Regions from separate parts of the Zea mays genome. Here all the other regions are linked to region 2. A link is a contact called in public Hi-C data. All regions are on one chromosome and are shown on one strand. Each heading gives the region's core, a stretch centred on a gene start, on an enhancer-like site or on the middle of the called end of the contact. The rest is flanking DNA. Distances are from core to core; before and after follow the strand shown.

The links. A called contact is a pair of places that touch in the nucleus more often than the background predicts.
Region 1: a Hi-C map of tassel shows a contact between it and region 2, with 2.8 times the contacts expected there. The contact joins the enhancer-like site here to the promoter of LOC100501712 in region 2. A contact is called at or near these places in 2 of 25 Hi-C or Micro-C datasets (ear and tassel).
Region 3: a contact with region 2 is called in a Hi-C map of leaf mesophyll, with 6 times the contacts expected there. The contact joins the promoter of LOC100217268 here to the promoter of LOC100501712 in region 2. A contact is called at or near these places in 11 of 25 Hi-C or Micro-C datasets (bundle sheath, ear, endosperm and 5 more) and 2 of 3 datasets of contacts at active chromatin or transcription factors (leaf and seedling).

What each region holds. Positions count from the first base shown.
Region 1 is chr4:203,786,469-203,789,990 of Zm-B73-REFERENCE-NAM-5.0, forward strand. No RefSeq gene overlaps it. Among protein-coding and RNA genes, the nearest start is that of LOC100217268, 24 kb to the right of the region's middle. Within about 2 kb of position 1,838, at least 18 of the 20 cell types and tissues checked have an H3K27ac peak or open chromatin away from gene starts, as enhancers often do. A contact at or near this core is called in ear and tassel, where this site is marked.
Region 2 is chr4:203,628,705-203,632,340 of Zm-B73-REFERENCE-NAM-5.0, forward strand. It overlaps LOC100501712, which reads right to left and starts at 1,430. Exons shown (of 2, transcript NR_174080.1): 1 at 1-1,430.
Region 3 is chr4:203,810,476-203,813,799 of Zm-B73-REFERENCE-NAM-5.0, forward strand. LOC100217268 reads right to left here and starts at 1,408. Exons shown (of 6, transcript NM_001143620.1): 1 at 1,282-1,408; 2 at 1,134-1,174; 3 at 124-287. The coding sequence starts at 1,355.

The DNA of each region.
Region 1 (3,522 bases), core at 588-3,087, 160 kb after region 2:
CACCACTCCGAGTCTTCAAATTGTTAACATATTACAAGACTATTCTCACCATTAAATTCAACCGACGTTGAACAATAGTTGGCTCAAATGCAAAGTTAGCACACATCCAATACCTCTGTCGATAGGTGTCATGATCATCAGACTTATCAACCATACAAGGAGCACCACAAAAACACATAGGCACTGGAACACCGGTTGGCAAAGGCAGCGGGTCGAAGGCAGTTTCGGTCAAAGGACCCTTCCTAAATTTCGATAAGATCTATAACAATTACAAATATAATAGACTCATAAAATAAGATTTAATACAATGCTTACCTTTGTTTAGCAGATTTACCACGTCTAGACATCCTACAAATCAGGCTGATATCTCTAGTTTCGAAGAATAGGAATGAGCACAAAAACCAGTCGGGCGTAGGGTTTATTTATAGGCACGTACCTCGGCGCCAAGATCTATGGCGCCGAGGTATGTGCCACGTAGGTTCCACGGTATCTCATTGTCTGACGTATGCACGCCAATATTGTTGGCGCCGACACACACAACCTCGGCGCCAATGATGACAGCGCCGAGCTAAGGGTCCATTTTTTGAAATGAAACTGCCAAGGGCATAATTGTGCAAAAAAACCTAAAAGGGCCAAATTGCAAAAAAGTTGGTGGGTGGATGAGGCGGCAGTGAGGGAGAGCATGGAGACGGAGATGGTGTAATACCCAAACTGTGGATAATAAAAGAGAGGGATAAATCCTCTTATATATGTATTGCCTTCTAAGAATGAGAAATATTAAGGAGCATATTTAAAGTGAACAAAGTAACTAATGAAGCAATTAATTTATGCATCATGCTGGAAGTCCTTTGTTTGTGCATTAAAACTCAAACAAATAAGTAAGACAAGCATAACTTCAAAATCCAGATTGAGGTTTAAAAATATGGGAGCAAAGGAATTGAAGAATGAATATAATAATAATAATAATAATACTAGTGAGATTATGGCAAACATTGGAAGTATCATTCATATTAGAATGCTATTAATATTTGAAAATTTGATATTCAAACCAACAATTCAAATCTATTTTGGATTATTGAATTTGGAAAATAGAAGAAAGAATAAGAAAAAAGAAAAAGGGAAAATCGCGACTGGGCTCAACTCCTCACTTTCGGCCCACCTTAACTTTCCCCCTGCGCGGCCCAGCTGGGTTGATGTGTCGACAGGCGGGGCCCACCCGTCAGTCGGTGGCGCACTCCTCTCCAACTGAGTTGTGGGGCCATCGCGTCAAAGCCAATCACCGTGCCGCATCTCTTATCCTAAGTCGCTTACGTGTGGCCCCTACATCGTCAGCCTGAAGCCACGCCAACCTCTATCTCCTCTGCGGCTGTCAGGTGGGCCCCAGCACGCAGATCTGTCGTCCCCGTTGAAACGAACATCGAAAACCTCGCGGGTGCCGTGGTTTCGAGCGAGTCGGTATGTGTGTAGGCCCTTGGCCTTGCATCCGGGCTATAAAAAGAAACCCTCCGCCGCGAACCCCCCTGGCCATCCAAGTCACAGGCTTCATCGGCGCCGCCTCAATTTGCTCCCGGTCTTTTCCTTCTCCACCGTGTCGCACGTCTCCGTGGTCAGACTCCTTCACAGCTTGACAGCCGGTGAGCAACATCCTATCACATTCACAATCCTCTCCTCCATGTGTAGCGATGTTTAGGGTGTCGGATGGGGCACGGTTGCGCTGGGTCGTCGCGCACCGGCGGGGTTACCGCCGTGAAGACTGGTGGCGCCGCCATCTTGCGTCGTTGAGGTGGAAGATGAACCTCGATCATGGGATCCCAAACCTATGGACATGATTAGATCCCAGGCCCCGGCCCGGCCTGAGTATTGGTGATCCGCACGATCTAGATCGTAAGGCCAGAGACGTATCACGTGTACGTAGAACCCGAACCGAAGGATTAGGATCTTACGACCTCAATTTTGTATTGGTTCGAATGGCGACCGTTCTAATCGCGGCCTTCAGTTTTTGATCGCGCGGCCAGGATTGGCGGATACCCCTTCGTCGAGCCAACTTTGTAGAAGAAACCCTCGGGTTAAGCAAAACCAACCTGCCGTCCTGGAGCAGTAGAAAAGAATTTAATTCGGGTCCCTGGCATTTGCAGTTTAAACCATGTACTCTCTGAAAATTAGGGCCGCAGTCCAAGGAGGGGATAAAAAGGAATAAACTAAATCAGAAAATAATTTTTAGTATTAAAATAATTTCAGAATCTTGGTTAATACATAGAAAATCCATTTTAACTTCTTTTGATCCATTCCAGTTGCATTAATTTTGTTTGAATATTGTTTATCATCTGGTAACTCTGGTTAGTCATGAAACACATATTAAAATTATCCACTTAATTTATTCTATACTAAACACTTAATAACTTCGGAAAATCGTAGCTCGTGAACCGTAACTCCGAATTTAGTGATTCTCGAACCTACGACCTCGTTACGATGCATAGAATATTATTATGCAGTATGTTCTCATGTTTGGTGTGATGTTAATTTTTCATGTACCATGTTTGCTTGTATTGTTGCGAGTAGACGGGCAAGTGACTGAGGACTCAGAAGCTCGGCAGGTGGAAAATACTGAGCAGGAGCTCGTTGAAGGCAAGTTGTGCCCTTGATCACTTCTATTTACCCAATAATTTTCATGTTGATCATTATGATCTGCATAGGTTAATTTTGATGGGATCCAATAGGTCACCCGAGTTTGGCTATCTTTATACCTTGTTTACCACTGAACTTTTGGGTAGTACCTGCTATTGCTTTATGTGGTTTTGGGTGTTAAGATACACATTATTCATGTTCATGCTTTTATTATCAATTTTTTATTTACTGTTCATGACAAGATCATTATGTTAATTGGAACATGGAGCGACCACCCGGGAAAATGGTGCTACCACAAGGGTGGTATGGGACGCCCTTGACTGACTAATTAGGAAAGCTAGTGGAGGACTACCTTACCCGAAAGAGGCAAGGGCAGTAGGGGAGTGGTCGGTATAGGGAGGTTCTCGGGTTGATTTTGCTGCGATGGTTTTCAGACGGGGGATTCTGATGCTGCGCTCCATAGAAATTGTAGCGGGTTTTCTGAAGCTAGTGGAACTTTATAAAGGCCTCGTAGTATTACCCTGTCTCGCTTCCTTGGTAGAGGTGTATGGGATTCATGACCCCTTGGCAGATGGGTAACATAACTTGTGGGTAAAGATGTGCAACCTCAGCAGAGTGTAAAACTGGTATATCAGTCGTGCTCACTGTTATGAGCGGCTCGGACCCTCACATGAGTAACTTATGGAATTAAATTTAATTGGTCATTTGCATCGCATTGTGGTTTATTATTAATTTTGATCTATTATCACTCTGGTTTGGTATATACTTACATTTAGTAATTGCTAATAAAATTTGACCAACTTATTAAAAGCAATGCTCTGCTTTAACCATTATTTGTTGATCAGCATTACACTTCACATGAACTCTCACCTTTGTTGAGTTCATGCACATTATTCC
Region 2 (3,636 bases), core at 180-2,679:
GGGATCAGGCCACATTCCACCGGCACCCATTCCGCCACGACCAAAGAAAGCTGGGTTAACATGTGGAGCAACAACTGGCGGGAATGGCTGCATCAGCCCAGGGAATGGCATAGCCCCTGGTCCACCAGGAAAACCACCAAATCCACCACCCATCCTTCCCATAGCGCCGTAACCAGTAGGATCAAAACCCTGCCCCAGCATTCCACCTGGAGGCATCATTGGTGGCGGCGGCGCAACCATCCCCCCATTTCCCATTATCCCACGACCACCACCAGCTGGGCCCATCCTGTTCCTCATATTACCAATAGGGCCTCTATTCCCCATGCCTCCACCACCTCTTCCCCAATTTCCACCGCCTCCACCAGCTCCACCACCGGCACCAGGTCCAACAGGTCCTCCACGGCCACCGCCATAATTACCACCCGCCTGTGGCCCTGCGGCACCACCGCTCCCTCTACCAACCTTTGGCTGCATATTTGATGTCTGTGCAGCCATAGCCTGCTGATTCTTCACCTGTGCCTCGCCCATGCGACGCACGCTGTTCGGTGTGGCGAATGCCACAACACATGGACGGCCGTTAAACGTGTGGCCGTTCATGCCCTCCTTGCAGGCAGCAGCTGCACCAGGGTCATAGAAATCGACCTGGCAGTAGCCCTTTGACTTGCCACTGGCCTTCTCGTCGAAGAACCTAACCTCCTTGACCGGCCCATACTTGCTGAGCTCAGATTCCAGATCCGCGTCCGTTGTCCACCAGTGGAGTTCCCCCACGAACAGCGTCGTGCCGCCAGGGCCGTCACCCCCGCCAGCAGGGCCACCGTTCCCGACCACGATGGGGCCACCGGCGATGTTCCCTCCAGGGCGGTTGATCCCGTCTTGCTGAATATGGTGGTGCTGAGGCGGCGGCGGCGGCGCGGGAGCGGCCGGTGGCTGAGGAGGCGGAGGGAGGTTGGTCTGGGCGGGAGGTCTGCCAGGAGCAGGGACGGCCACCCCCGGGATGCTTACCTGCTGCTGCGGCGGTGGGGCCTGCGGCGGCGGTGGCGGGAGGACGTGGGCAGGTGGATGCTGCTGGGGCGGCGGCAGCTGCTGGGACGGCGGAGGGAGCTGGTGCTTCTGCGGCGGTGGGGCCTGCTGAGTCGGAGGTGGCGGCGGCAGCGGCGGCGGCGCCTGGTGGGAGGCGTGGAGGAAGCCGTCCCCGACGTTGACGTCGTTGTAGAGGTCGTCGAAGTCGTCGTCGTCGCCATAGTACTGGTCGACATCCTGGACCGCGGAGATGGCCTCGTTGCGGTGGAAGGCCGGGTCGCCGTCGGGGTCCATGGCGGCGGCCGGGCGACGTCTAGGGTTAGGGTTTTCCGGATCCGAGTGGACGGAGGGAGGCGGGCGGGAGGGGAGATGCAGGTGGAGCTAGGGTTGAAGTGGACACTCTTGGCGCGGGCACTGTGGGGCCCTGCTGTTGGTGACAGGCGAGGAGGAAGGGGTAACAGGTAGGGGTATATGGAATTAAATTTGAATTTGGTTAAATATCAAATCAGCCATAGTATTGAAATAAGATACAATTTTAATTTTATTAATTGGATGACACTATATTTAGAATCATATGGTCTAATTTCACGCGACACATAGAAGCGACACTCTATATTGAGAGATGGGGTATCTAGTTATAGCCCAAAGAATTGGCTCTCTAATTCCAAATCTCAATTCCATATATAACCAAACAACAAAATTTTAATTCTAATTCCCAATTCCGTGCACTAATATATACATTCAAACGGACTATTATACATTTACTAGTCGGATGTTGTGCTAGGATTTCTATATATCACATATGTATATTGTTGGTTAGGTGAATATTAATGTGAAGCCAACAATCAAAAGTTGAATCCACTTATTCAGAATTTTATTTTATTTTTTATGCTTAGTGTAGAAAGAGAGAACGTAATGCACGAGGATCGTAGAACCGTGCAAACTGATATTTTATATAATAGAGATATTTATGCACATGATTGATATGTTTGTTAGTCATATAATATTTATTTAAGATATCATGTGTCATTCATCGATATATATATATATATATATATATATATATCAATTATCAGAGATGTGGACCCTGGTACTACGCTTGTGAAGCTCAAACGCCAGCATCTTCTACACTTGGAAATTTTGTAAGGTATCGTTTGGATATATTTATTATGGAGAAATTGGAATTTACTTAATAAAGTAGGCTATTTGATTTGGAATTTGATATTTCGTCACTTTTCAAATCTTAGATATAAGTCTACCACAAATTCATAGGTTGGAAAATAGAAATTGATTTAATGTATCTTGGTACCCTAAATATGGGGTACCTACTACTAGGTCAAGGTGAAACCCCAATGGCTACCGTTGAGGATTTCGGGGTGGCCAGCCCGACACGGGGTTAAGGCCCATCTTATGAAGTTGTGGCTTGGCCTAGGCTTGTTTCTTGGGCTGGACCACCACCGTCACAAACCTCATAAAGGAAGGAATCAGCAACCTCAACTATAGATCTAGGTCATTGCGAGTGGAAGCCGGACCTCCTCGTGGGTCCATCGGATCTCTGGAGAAGGGGGTCTGGAGGGGCCCCACTACTCTGGAAAGAAGACACTCCGGTTGTAGCACCGAACCTCCAGGGTAGTTCCAGAGCTAGTACATACCATCCGGACCTCAGGCTAGGTGAGGTCTAGTGTCGCCACATGTTCAGACCGGTGCAACTGAGGTCAGGGCTTCATCGGGTACGCCCCGGGTCCACAGTTAGGGAGGGCCTAGGAATGTCGTGTTACCATTTATTCCCGGGCCTGCTCCTTGTCCAGGAAAAGGTCCGGTGCCGACGCGTGGCCAGACGCACTTGACATAGGTCGTCGGATGGTATCTGACGTAAGCCTATGACATAGGGCCCGTCGACATTAGGCGCAGATGGGATGCATACTTACCCACACCAACTACGGGTAGTGTATCCCCTGCACTGAATGTGTGCGGCGCACCAGGACTGTAACGTGCGGATTTTACTATTACCCGCACGTTACCAAGGCAAGAATTTTGACCCAACGTGTCGCCTAGGCGCCCTTCATTATGACTTCCACTGTTTCTTGTGCGTTACCGAGGCATGAAGAGACAGGTGGAGTGAAAGGGAAATAGGCTTACACCTTTTCCTATATGAATTTTGGTGGTTGAATTGCCCAACACAAATTAATTGGACTAACTAGTTTGCTCTAGATTATGAGTTCTACAGTTGCCAAAGGTTCAACACAAACCAATAAAAGTCCAAGAAAGGGTTCAAATAAAAAGAGCAAAAGACAACCCAAAGGCAGCCCTGGTCTGGCGCACCGGACTGTCCGGTGTGCCACCGGACTGTGTCTGGTGCACCAGGGAACCCAACTCTGAACTTGCCACCTTCGAGAATTCTAGGAGGCACTCCGCTATAATTCATCGGACTGTCCGGTGTGCCAGCGGAGTAACGACTATACCGCGCCAACAGTCGTCTGCAACGCTATAGTGAAACGCTACTGTGCGCGACTGCGCGCGCAGAAGTCAGAGCAGGCGCAGAAGGCGCACCGGACAGTGAACAGGACCTGTCCGGTGCACCACCGGACTGTCCGGTGGCCCAGTTGTCAGAAGCTC
Region 3 (3,324 bases), core at 158-2,657, 180 kb after region 2:
CACACTGAAAACCTAACTTGCAGGTATCAACAAAACATCTTTAAGAACTAACGCGAAGAATTAACAAATAGAGCAATTTAACTCCTAAGTGACGATACCGACTTGCTGAGAAACAAAACTTACTTGCTTTCCATTGATAACATGATTGTCCTCTATCACTTTATCAACAACAGCAGGGTCAGAGTATGTAATGAAGCCAAAACCCCGTGGCTGAGATGTGTGCCTATCCTTCATTATCACCGAATCAACTATTTCTCCATACTGTCCAAAATGCCTCACAAATGTAGCTGTAGAAGGAAACAGCAGCACGAAATCAGTAGAACGAAAACAGAGACAATATGAGAATCTATTAATCCTGCATTTCACCAGTAGCTCCACACATCTGATTGATGAACAAATGAAATATAGAAAAAAAAAAGGAAAATGGCACAAATGCCAAAACACTAACTTCCACAGTGCTGCATCATGCCCTGCTCTATAAACTACGAGTACTCCCCATGTTTCAGTTGCCTAATTATGTAAAAACTAAAACTGGCATGTCGCTAGTTGCAACACTAGTGAGCAGATTTATTGGCAAAGATTAGGTAAAAAAAACTTATCTTCCTACCAATTAACATGTGTTTTTGTCGGAGGTTACTGATCTGCGTAGTTGGGCGTTACTCATTACAATTATTGGCAATGGAACATACTACGGGCACATGAAGATCTTAATCAGGCATATAGCTGCATATATACTAAAAGTGCCTGTAGCAACTAAAACAGATTAGTTGTCACATAACAGAAGCATAAAAAATCATTGTGCCGGTGCATTGCATACAGCTCAGCTCGCATTAGTTACAGGCCACAGCACAGACCAGAATCCATACTGAGCACAAACCACCACTGTAAATTTTCATGCAACTAACAAAATATGACGAGGCACAGTACAGCCATAGAAGTGCAGTGAAAAACAAAAGTGAATAACATACCGTCCACCACGCCCCACCCCGACCAACGCCCCGACCAGAGAGAGAGAGAGAGAGAGAGAAACTTAAGTTGTATAAACGGAATCGCGATCTCATCTTCCAATCCGCGGGAATCAGCACAAGCATCGAACGCTACGAAGCACAAAACGAAGGAACCGATCGACGTACCATCCGTGGTGTCCCGCGGGAGCCCTCCGACGAAGATCTTCCTGAAAATCCCAAAACCGAAGGCCAAGCAATAAGACCGCTTAATCGAGATCGAGAACGTAAATAAGCCAAGAGAGGGGGGGTGGGGGTGGAAGCCAGGAGTTGATACCCCGGATTGCCGCTGGCGCCTCCGCCGCCGCCGCCGCCGCCGCGCCCCCTTGACCTCGCCTCCGCCTTCCCCATCGCCTCGCTAGGGTTGCCGGTAGGGGCTTGGGAGTTGGACACCACGGATTCACTCGCAATCACGACCGCGTTGCGCTCAATGATGTGTCAATGGGCGGTGCCCCGGGCACGCTTATGTGGCCTGGCCCAATTGTAGGTGTAGGGTATTATTTACGGCCTGGCCCCGTGCACGCCTTCTGATCCAGCCTATCTCTAGTTCTCTACCCCACGGCCCACGGCCCGCGAGACGACCGCAGCGACCAGCTTGCAAATTTGTGATCCCCGCTGCTGCCGCACGGCTACGCCGCAGCTCCTTCCTTGACATCCATTCTCTTCTCTTCTTCGCGGCCTACCTTTGACACCACTGCTGTCGCGTCTTCTATCGAGAAAAGAGAAGTGAAGGGAAGAGGAATGCCAACCGCGTCTCTCTCCAGCCGGCCTCCAAAATATCAACCGCCTCGCCGCCGCTAGAACATTCCCCTATCTCGTTACCATCTCACTCACCCAACAAATTCCCTTATTATACACAAAATAATATATCCTCGTAGCAATTTATTTTTTTATTTTGCAAAAAAAAGTACATATTCTAGATTCCTCTTCTTTAGTTGCGTAAACAAGTCATGGTTTTTATTTTGTTACTAGTACGCGAGTCTTTTAGCAATATGTTAAAACAACGATCTATGTATATAGACAGTAAGCAACCTGATATTGCAGATCTATATAAGCAATATGTAGGCATTAATATATTTATGGAAACCAGTACATAATATGAATAGAATTACTTTGTGTAGTATACTGAGAAAAGCATACCTAGTTTCGATAGAATTAATTTGCAGCTTTCGACAATGGTTGTGCGCCGATGGCAAATAGGAGTGACCATGTAAAAAAGTAGTAATGAACAAATTATTGGCATACTAGGTCATTGCCCGTGCGATGCGACGGCACACAATCACAACAATAGAGAGCTATATTTTTAGAAACCGCAAGAAAACATTTGGTCTTTCGTGATCACGGCATACAAAATCAAGATGGAAATGAAAAAACAATGTGAGTTTCAACTACAAAACAAACATCAGGAATAAAGGACAGTAATTATAACACTATATACAATAGTTAACAACACACGTTTGTCGAGCGAGCGTATGCGCGGAGCTAGCACTCTTCTAGCAGGCGCATCCACTCCCCGCCTGCTGCTGCTAGTTGGATTGGTCGGTCCTCCAGCTTCGCTAAGAGCATCTCCGTTCCCGATAGGGCCACGACGATCTTGCGAAATAGCGACTGTAGCAACGCAAATGAGAAAAGAATCGATGAGATGCAGTGTGCGCAACACGGTACATCAAAGAGTCTAAGTGTCTATATCGTTGCCTAATTGGAGAATACATTATGCATCAATAAAAAATAAATAGATATAAACTTCAAGATTTTTAGTTGTTTAACTTGTATTACCTAAAGTGTGGCATTTAGATAACGTACCTCACTGTATCATTCCAGTTACCAAAAGGGTGGTGCATTAGAGTGCTCATATTTTTGTCACCCTTGCACGTTGCAAATACACTTTCTGATCCATTCATTGTAGCCATGACTTTTGATTATTGTGTCTGCTTTAAAGTGTTACTACCATATATATTATTTTATTTCTCATATTGCAAGGCACACAACAAAAGGAAGGGAATGCACCAAGTCATGGCAGATCAGTGCATGTAAACTTTTTGCGTACCTCGACACATGTCAATGCATATTGAACATCGTTGTCTGAAATCTGGTAATGGATGACGAACCTGACACTGCATGATACGAAGCACAAAACTCAATGTGGATAGCTAACCTTGGATGTGCCCATCATTAAAGATACTACTGCTGGTGTTTAGATTAAGGTTCTGACTTGCTAACTGATCATAGAGTTTCTGTAAAAATAGGGACCACGACCCTTCTTATTCTTTTAATTAAGATATAGGTTGTTCTCTTCTCTTGGTCGAGCTTAGTAGTAAAA